2 separate regions of the Dromaius novaehollandiae genome follow, and region 2 is linked to region 1. The links are chromatin contacts, called in public Hi-C maps. All regions are on one chromosome and are shown on one strand. Each heading gives the region's core, a stretch centred on a gene start, on an enhancer-like site or on the middle of the called end of the contact. The rest is flanking DNA. Distances are from core to core; before and after follow the strand shown. Region 1 holds the start of TIAL1 (TIA1 cytotoxic granule associated RNA binding protein like 1). Region 2 holds the start of SEC23IP (SEC23 interacting protein).

Region 1 (4,139 bases), core at 680-3,179:
GCCTTCAACCCAAATTATTCTCGAAAACCTTTCAGAAAGCTACTGTCCCAAAAACTAAATGGACAAAGATTTCATTTGGACAGCCTTGAGCTGCGTTTCTCATATGGGCAGCCTGAACACTGTACTGTTGAGACTGCCTGACTTATATGGACAGCCTTAACATTGTACTGTTCATGCAGCATGTAACATCCTTGGCAGCTGGAAACTGAAAATCTATGAACTAATTAAAATAATCAAGAACAGTGTTATACACTCTCAAATGCCTAAGCATACATACTAGCTTCCTCCCAATATAAATCAATACCATTAAAAAAAAAAAAAACATACCTGCAGAATTGAAAAGAACTCAGCAGCAACAAAAAAACCCTCAAATTTATATTTTTTAAACAAAAAATAGATAGCAGTCCCCTATTTTGGATATTAAACCCTGTATACTGACAAGGCCAAGGTACAGTTATTTGTTCTGCCAGGGCATGACAGAATGTTGTTTAAACACACTGTAAAATACTGGAGGGGGGGGGGGGGAAATCAATGATTCCTATTCTGCCCATTACAGAGGAAGAGTCTCCTTTTACAATGTTCTTTATCCCACCCACCACAAACAGAGAAGACGAAGAACTTCGTTAATGTCAGGACAACTATAAACGGGAATCCGAGGAAGGGTGATCCGTTTGTCCTGGCGTCACAGCGGGCACTCTTCTGCCACACACACAACCCCGAGGAGAAGCTCATGCCCGCAGGCAAAGCACCAGGGCTCCCAACACTCTTCTCTCACCTCAGAGCTCTAATAAGGAGCCCCCCTCGCCTAAACCTTCCAGGTACTGACTACAAACCCTGAGTCGCTCCACCGCCACCACCACGGCATCTCCGGCATTCCCTTTCTTCCCACCGAATCCGCCCGATTCGAGCCTGAACCCTCCCTCTCTCTCCTGCTCCCACTTACGCTCTCCTATGCCTTCCTCACGTTTCCTGGTCTCCTCTTCACCCCAGGTAACATCACCCTGCGCTCCACAGTCGACACCCACTCCTCCCCATCCCCTCTCCACTTCCAGCTCTGGACCCCGCTCCCCACCCCTCTCACGCACTCTCTCCGCAAGTATCCTGCACACCTCTCCCTCCCGCCGGCAGCCTCCCCGCGCCGCCGGGTCCCGCGCGCCCGCCGCGCCTCCCCGAGCCCACTCTCCGGAGACGCCGCTCGCTTCCCCCTCACATCGCCATGCACCCCCGCTCCGCACGCCCGGCCGGCACCCTCCCCGCCCCCATCGCGGCCCGGCCACGCGCGCCTCCGGGAATGCATCCCCCTCGCCTCGCTCCCGCCGGCCCAGCCCGGCCCTCCTCCACGGCCCCCGCAGCCCCTCGCCACCCAGGCCCCGCTCCAGGCGAACGCCCACCCCCGGCGCCCCCCAGCTCCCCTACGGCCCCCTCCCCACTCACAGGGTCCTGGGCTGCCCGTCGTCTTCCATAATGGTGCGTGAGCGCCGCTCTCAGCTACAGCCGGAGGCAGCGCTGGAGGGGGGCTCCGCCGCGCAGGGAGGAGAAGGGAAGGTGAGGGTGAGGGCCCCGGCTCCCCTCGCTCCGTCTCGCCCCCTCTCCAGGTCCCGACACCGCAGGCCGAACAGGAGAAGGAAGAAGCACCACAAAATGGCCGCCGCCACCAGACACTCAGGAAGCCGCGCTCTGCGCAACCGCGGCCCGCCAGCCCGCTCCCTCTCCGACCGGATTCTCCTTCCCGTTCCCCTCTACCGCGCCGCGGAGCGCGCTGGGGATTGTAGTCGCTGGAGGCGGCAGAGCGGCAGGTTGAGGAGCTGGCCCCACCGGCCTTCTGGGAGTCGTAGTCTTCGGCGGCGGCGCCCCGCACCGCTGTGCCCCAGCAGTCGGGGAGCGAGAGCTGGGAAGAAACTACCGCTCCCAGCATGCATGGCGGCGCACCAGCAGGCATTTTAGGCTGAGCGCGGCCTGCGCGCGGCGCTCCGCGACAAGCCGGGGTTGTGGCTTCCTTCCCGCTGGAGGGGGCGAGCCCGGCCGCCGCTGATTCGCCAGGAGCAGCCCGGGAAGATTCACTTGTTCGCGCCGCCGGCTGGTGTCAGCGCCGGCGGGGCGCCGCGGCGCGGCGCCAGCCCCGGCCGCGGGGGGGGGCGGGGCGGGGCGCGCTGCCGAGCGCCCGGCAGGGGGCGCCCGGCCCGGCCCGGCCCGGCCCGCGCAGCCCCTGCAGCCTCCGCAGCCTCCCCGAGCGCTGGCGGGCAGCCTTTGGGGGTGCTGGCGGCGCGCGGCGCCTTCGAGCCGCAGGGGCGGAGAGGGCTCTCTCGAGGAGCCGCGGGACAGGCGACTAGGGCCGAAGCTGCTGCCCAAATCTGTGCCGGCCCCTTGGCTTGCAGGTCTGCTTTATTCATCCCTTCGACTCGCCGCATGTTGTAATCACAGGCTGGTGAAGGCTAACTCCCACCGATGCGCTCCTTTCCCTTGCTCCTTTTGCTGCTGTTCTGCCCCCGGGCCCAGTGCAGCCGCTGAACCGTGCCAGCCCTGCCGTCTCACCGCGGCCATGGCACTCCCGCTTGCAGAGCGGCATAATTTTACAACGGGTAAGTTTTTCAAAAGTGCACGCTGATCAGCACAGACCATGAACGTCTCCCGGGGAAACATAAGCGATGTTAGCATGCAAGCTGCAAAGCTGTAAAGCTCCATACGCTCATCTCTGAAGAAGCAGAAACTATATGGCATTATCCTTTGTATCCCTTGATGAATATTGTTACTGCCAGTTGTTCGGTGAACCTAAAACTAAGCGGGCCTGAGCTTGTGAAAGAAAGACATTGCTATGATTTATACTTATTGAGTATTTGATAATCATTATAATCCTTTTGGTAAGTGTTAAGCTTGAAATTACCAACTTTTTTGTTTTACGCTGAGAGTAGCAGTAGTTCGGGAAAAAGCATGTTGAATGACAGAAGGCTGAATGTTCTGTCTGTGTTGAAAAGCTTCACAAAGCGAAGGGGAAGTTCTGGACAACAGCAACATGGTAGTATGTGCGTAAGTGATTAATCAAGTAGTATGCTATAATTCAAAGCCCTTATCCTGTAAATAGTTATTGTACTACCTTGTTCTGCCTTTCTAATAGGAGTCTAATTTATAGTAGAAGATGTTATTGCACGTAGTATTTACAAACTTTAAAGATTTACAATCTTTATTTTATATAATACCCTCATACAAACAGTGCATTCTAGGAATGTTGTACATAGTTAAATTATTCAGACATAATGATAAATAAGAGCAAAAAGATTATTACATCAGGAATTCTATATTAGTGAACAGAAATTGATAACTTCTGCAGTCTGAACAAGATTTTAATTTAATTAGTAAATCTTCAAGTTTAAGCAATTTACATACTATGCAGCTAAACTCTAGATTTTCCAGTGGTAAATTATTTGTCCACAGGAGTTTCAAAACCTTCAAAAATTAAGGATACGAAACTATTGCATTCTGGTTTCAAAATTAGAGGCTATAATATTTGCGAGATCATTTTGTTAGCAGAGTTTCATGACAATTACAAAGCATTTAGAGCACATTTATATCATAATTCTCCTGTGCTTGATGGTGTATGTTTAAATATGACTACTAGATTAGATATAATTTCCCAATATTCTTCATTAACTCAGAATACTGAAATGTTTTTGGTGTCAAAACTGACAATACTTGAAAAATAATTTGTACTACATGTCACTATCATTACTTAAATCTCCTGATTTCAGGAGATCCTATTCCAATCCAGACTTAGTGCTCTTCAGAACATCTCAGACCACCCTCACTTTCAATGGAATAGAAAGCTTCCTTGGGAGCAAGATTGGGAAGTCCAGTGTTCAAACTATTGGTGCTTTTAAAATTGTCACTTAAAGCTGAGCAAAGAAATAGAAATATCACTTTCAGATTCTGATTTATATCAGCTAGTTGGTTTTTACTTTACCTAATCATGCCTGGAAAGATTGAAGTATATATGGGGCCATATGGCCATCATATGCCATTTTCAGATATCCAAATGCATTATTTATGTTTACAGAAAATTATAATTTTCTATCAAATGCATAATGCTTAAAGGAGTCAGTGAGAACATGAGACAATGGGGAAACAGACTTTTCCATCTTGTTTCT
Region 2 (4,139 bases), core at 1,069-3,568, 140 kb after region 1:
AAAACTCTTAATTTGGGGATTACTGTAACTGCGATATTAGATAAAATTTATTACTTATTTTATACCTGTTAACAGCACTTTGACCACTTATTATGCACCAGCAATACTGTAGCAATTGCATGCACAATTTCTCGTAACAAAATATTTGTATTTCCAAAAGGACAGGAAAAAACCCCTGTATCTTAATCTGCAAGTCCTTCACACTGGGGGGAGTCTTTTTCACATGTTTGTAGGATAATAGAAAACCAGAGGGAAAACAGATGTCCAGGAACGTGGTATAAATCAAAATAACGAGACCTGCTATATGAATAGGGTTTCTTTTTGATTTTGAAAATACACTCTTGGTTGAGAAAACACACCCAACATTAAAATGCGATGAAACCAAAAGTGGCCCTGCAAAAATGGCTTAACCCTCTACCCCCCCAAACCACCACCAACCCACATACTCCCTCACATATTGAGTATGAAAATGTTTCTATTTTAATTTCTTAGTAGTGCTGCAAATTTAACATAATTCTGCTGGAGGAACAGAATTGTTCTGCTACACTATGATTTAAATTGTCATTGAAATGCAAACAAAGAATCCTCTCTCACTGGCAGAAATATTTAAAAAAGAAAAAAAAAAGATTTATTTTCACTTGTTTTTTAACCATAAATAGAAGAGATTTGATATGAAAGTTCCTAGTCCAATTAGTACAGTGTTCCACGATGCCATTTTTCCCCATAGTCTTTTAGAATAGTAACACCTTTTGAGCTAAAGTGTGCATGCTTAACTTTAAAAATAAAGGATAGCTTCCTTCCTAAACTTTCAAGAACTGGCCTGATCCAGCCTAATATGGAATATTTTTAGCAGATGGTATTTTTTCCTCAAACACAAAAATCGAAGCTGTTATTTCTCCAATCCCTGTGAAGTTTACAACACTGCAGTGAAAGATCACAGGAGAAGGGGTTCATAAACAGCAGTTAAGAAACCCGTGGTTGGTATACAAACATTTACCGCAGTCTAACAGTAGAGCGGGCAGGCATTAACACTTTCAAAAATAACAGTATTTGTCAGCTCCTGCCATCTACCGGATGGTACCGCAAACAGGCAGCATTCGGCAGGCATGGCTCAAGGCAAAAAACACATGAAAGTCAAGGGGCCTGGCTTCGACAGGGCTTCAGCCAGGGTTGCACATCTTTGTTTTACATACCCATCACAGCAACTGAAATGTAAATAATGTATTACAAAGGCTGAGCCTAAAATTCAGAAGCGTACTTACGAGGAAACTAAGACTTGAATGCCTATTTCTAAAGGAAGAACTTCTCAAAAGCACGTCATTGCAGTAATTAAGAGGAAAGAAGAACGAAGCTTAAGAATGGCATAACTCTCAAAGAATAAAACGAGCTTACCCAGTTAGTAGCATTATTTTCTTTTAGCTTCTCTCTGAAATATTCAGTTACCTTCTTTTCCCAATCAGAGTTTGGGTCATTTTGTGCTACAAAACAGGACACGTTTACAGGAGTATTAGCATCACGCATCGGGCATCCATTCGGCGCTCTCCTAACACCGAAAGCAACTTAAGACTTCCTCCTGTTCTCCCTGGACACACGCCTGAGTTTCGCCCGCCCAGGTCCGAAGTCGCGGCGCAACGGCGGCGGTGCGCGGCCCCCGCGCCACCGCACAGCGCCCCGCAGGCCGCCGGCGCCGGCCCCCGCCCGCCCCACGCGGCGGAGGAAGCTGCCAGCTGCCCTCGTCGCTGCCGCTCACCCAAAGCGCCTCAGGCGCCCTCCCGCAGCCCCGCGCCGCCGGCCGAGGGAGGCCCGGCCCCGCGGCGAGGGCAGCCCGGCCCGCGCCGCCCAAAAGCCCCCGGCCGCCCGCCACCCTCTCAGGGGCGCCTCCTGAGAGGACACCGGCCCCGGCCACTTCGCCGCCAGCCGGGGCGGCTCCCCGCCGCCGCCCGGTCCCTCGCCCCCTCGCCCCCCGCGGCGGCAGCGCTCACCGAAGATGCCCTGCACGATGCTGAAGGGGTTGTTGAGCCAGTCGGCCACGCACGGCATGGCGAGGGCGAGCCTCGCCCAGGGAGGGGCAGGGGGCCGCCGCCGACTGCCCCGCGCCCTATCGCCGCCGCCGCGCCCTGCCGCCCGCAAGCCCTGCACGGGGGCGCCCGACTTCCGCCCTCTCCTTCTTCTTCCTCCTCCTCCTCCTCTTCCTCTTCCTCCTCTCACGGCGGCCGCGGCAATGGCGGCGGCACCAGGGCAGGGCCGGGCCCGCCCGCCTTCTCCTCCTCCTCCTCTCCGCACCCGTGCGTGGGGCGGGGGGGGGAAGGGCGCGCGCCGCCGCTGCCGCCGCCATGTTGGAAGCGGGCAGCGGTGAGGGCGGAAGGGGCCGCACCGCTGCGGTGGAAGAGACGTGGAAGCGGCACAGCCATGGCGGCGGCGAAGCCCGGGGCTGGCGGCACCAACCTGCTCTTCTCCTCCTCCGCCACCGAGTTCAACTTCACCGTGCCCTTCATCCCGGTCAGCCAGGCCCCGGCCGTGCCGCCGGGCGCCACTCTCCTCGCAGCGGGTACGCGGGCCCTGGGGCTGGGGCTGGGGCCGGGCAGGGCAGGGGGATGCTAAGGGGGCGGCTGGGAGGGGCGCCGGCCGCGGGGCCGGAGGGGTGGCGGGGGCTGCCGCGCGGGGGCCCGTTGTGGGCCCACTGTGGGCCCGGCGGGCGACGTCGGGCTGCGGGGTCGAGCCGGGAGGGCCGCCCGGCCCCGCCCGGGCGCTGGTAACGGCGCTGCGGGCCGGAGCGAGTCAGGGGGCCGCGGGCGCGGAGCGGCCTTCCGGGAAGCTCCGAGTGGCGGGGCAGCCGCTGCGATCTGCGGCCGGGCTCGGGGCGGCGGGGAGAGAGGAGAGGTGCGGTTCCTCTTCTGGTGTGGGTTTTCTTTTTTTTCCCTGTTTTGCTTCGTCTGTTTCGCCCAGTTGTCTTTGGATCTGCGTGTCCTGCGGTCTCCTGAGCAACAGGAAGGTGGGCTTCCTTCAGGTGTCAAATCTGACGCTGGCCCAACCCTTCCCTAGTGCGATCTGAGTTTTCGTTCTACTATGGTCATCTTGCTGTAAGGTTTTCTGAGCTAGTTTTCACTGCCAGCTGTTGGAGTTAACGCTTTAGGGAAGACAAGCTACTTCAGATATGCTGTTTTCATGCATGGACTTAAAAGTTTGGTTTTAGTTCTGTGCCTGAGGGGAGGGGGAGAGTCTTTATCATGTTTTCAATTAATGGGTTAGCACACTTGTTTGAGCAATTAATTTTGCTTCAGTACTTCCATGCAGAGGACTGTTTAATATTTTCCCTTTTAAAAGTGATATTTACTTCAGTTTTGTAGGATAAATAGTCTTCAGAGGACTCTCTGTCGTCTTTTTTCCTTGTCTGAAAATTAGCAGGTACCTCAAATTTCCTTGTTAGCTTAGGCATGGTGATTAATACTGTTTCCTTACAAAGCCTCAGTCATACATCAGACATACGTATGTACAACTTAAAATCTTATGCTCAGATAATTTCAGATACAGGGTCAGAGTTTTTGGAAATGTGTTCAGTCTGAGATTAAAAGCCCTAACCAGTAAAAATACATCTAGAAATCAGATATTTTTAAATTACACTGGATTGGCACACATTGAGTCCAAAATTCAAGACTCGATTTCAACAGTACTGTGTTTTACTTAGGGTAAGTATTAAGGTAGCTGGAAATAAATGAAGTATATTCCTATAGTTTTAGATATATATTTGTTAAGTATGGCTTAGAAACACTTTTTTATTTTCACTACTTAAAAGGATATCTACTGAACTGCCTTTTTAGTTTTTGGGGGAATGTAAAATATTAGAATATTGCTTCTAACTAGATAAGGTATCTAGGCAGCTGATACATGCACCACTTCCATTTGTGCAGTCCTTGTAGTTCTTGTTGCAGCTGCACAGTGTTTTTCATTAAAAAAAAAAAAAGTTATTAAGCAGTTTTGCAAAGGTGGCTTTCATGTGATAGCTTCCTCTACAACTTTGAAGCTAGCCATGGAGAAGTCCTGATGATGGAATTTCAGTAATAAAAATCTTTGAACGCGTATTCTCCACCTCACTTAAGCTGATCAGGTGAAGATTCGTAGTTTTTCAACAGGAATCAGTT

What was found. A called contact is a pair of places that touch in the nucleus more often than the background predicts.
Region 2: a Hi-C map of liver shows a contact between it and region 1, with 4 times the contacts expected there. The contact joins the promoter of SEC23IP here to the promoter of TIAL1 in region 1. A contact is called at or near these places in 2 of 4 Hi-C or Micro-C datasets (brain and liver).

What each region holds. Positions count from the first base shown.
Region 1 is chr6:43,044,131-43,048,269 of bDroNov1.hap1, forward strand. TIAL1 (TIA1 cytotoxic granule associated RNA binding protein like 1) reads right to left here and starts at 1,930. Exons shown (of 14, transcript XR_010389784.1): 1 at 1,435-1,930. LOC135328752 (a long non-coding RNA gene) reads left to right here and starts at 2,190. Exons shown (of 2, transcript XR_010389785.1): 1 at 2,190-2,579.
Region 2 is chr6:43,179,846-43,183,984 of bDroNov1.hap1, forward strand. It overlaps SEC23IP (SEC23 interacting protein), which reads left to right and starts at 2,319. Exons shown (of 20, transcript XM_026105551.2): 1 at 2,319-2,381; 2 at 2,383-2,548. The coding sequence starts at 2,334. It overlaps MCMBP (minichromosome maintenance complex binding protein), which reads right to left and starts at 2,284. Exons shown (of 15, transcript XM_064514310.1): 1 at 1,983-2,284; 2 at 1,393-1,478. The coding sequence starts at 2,040.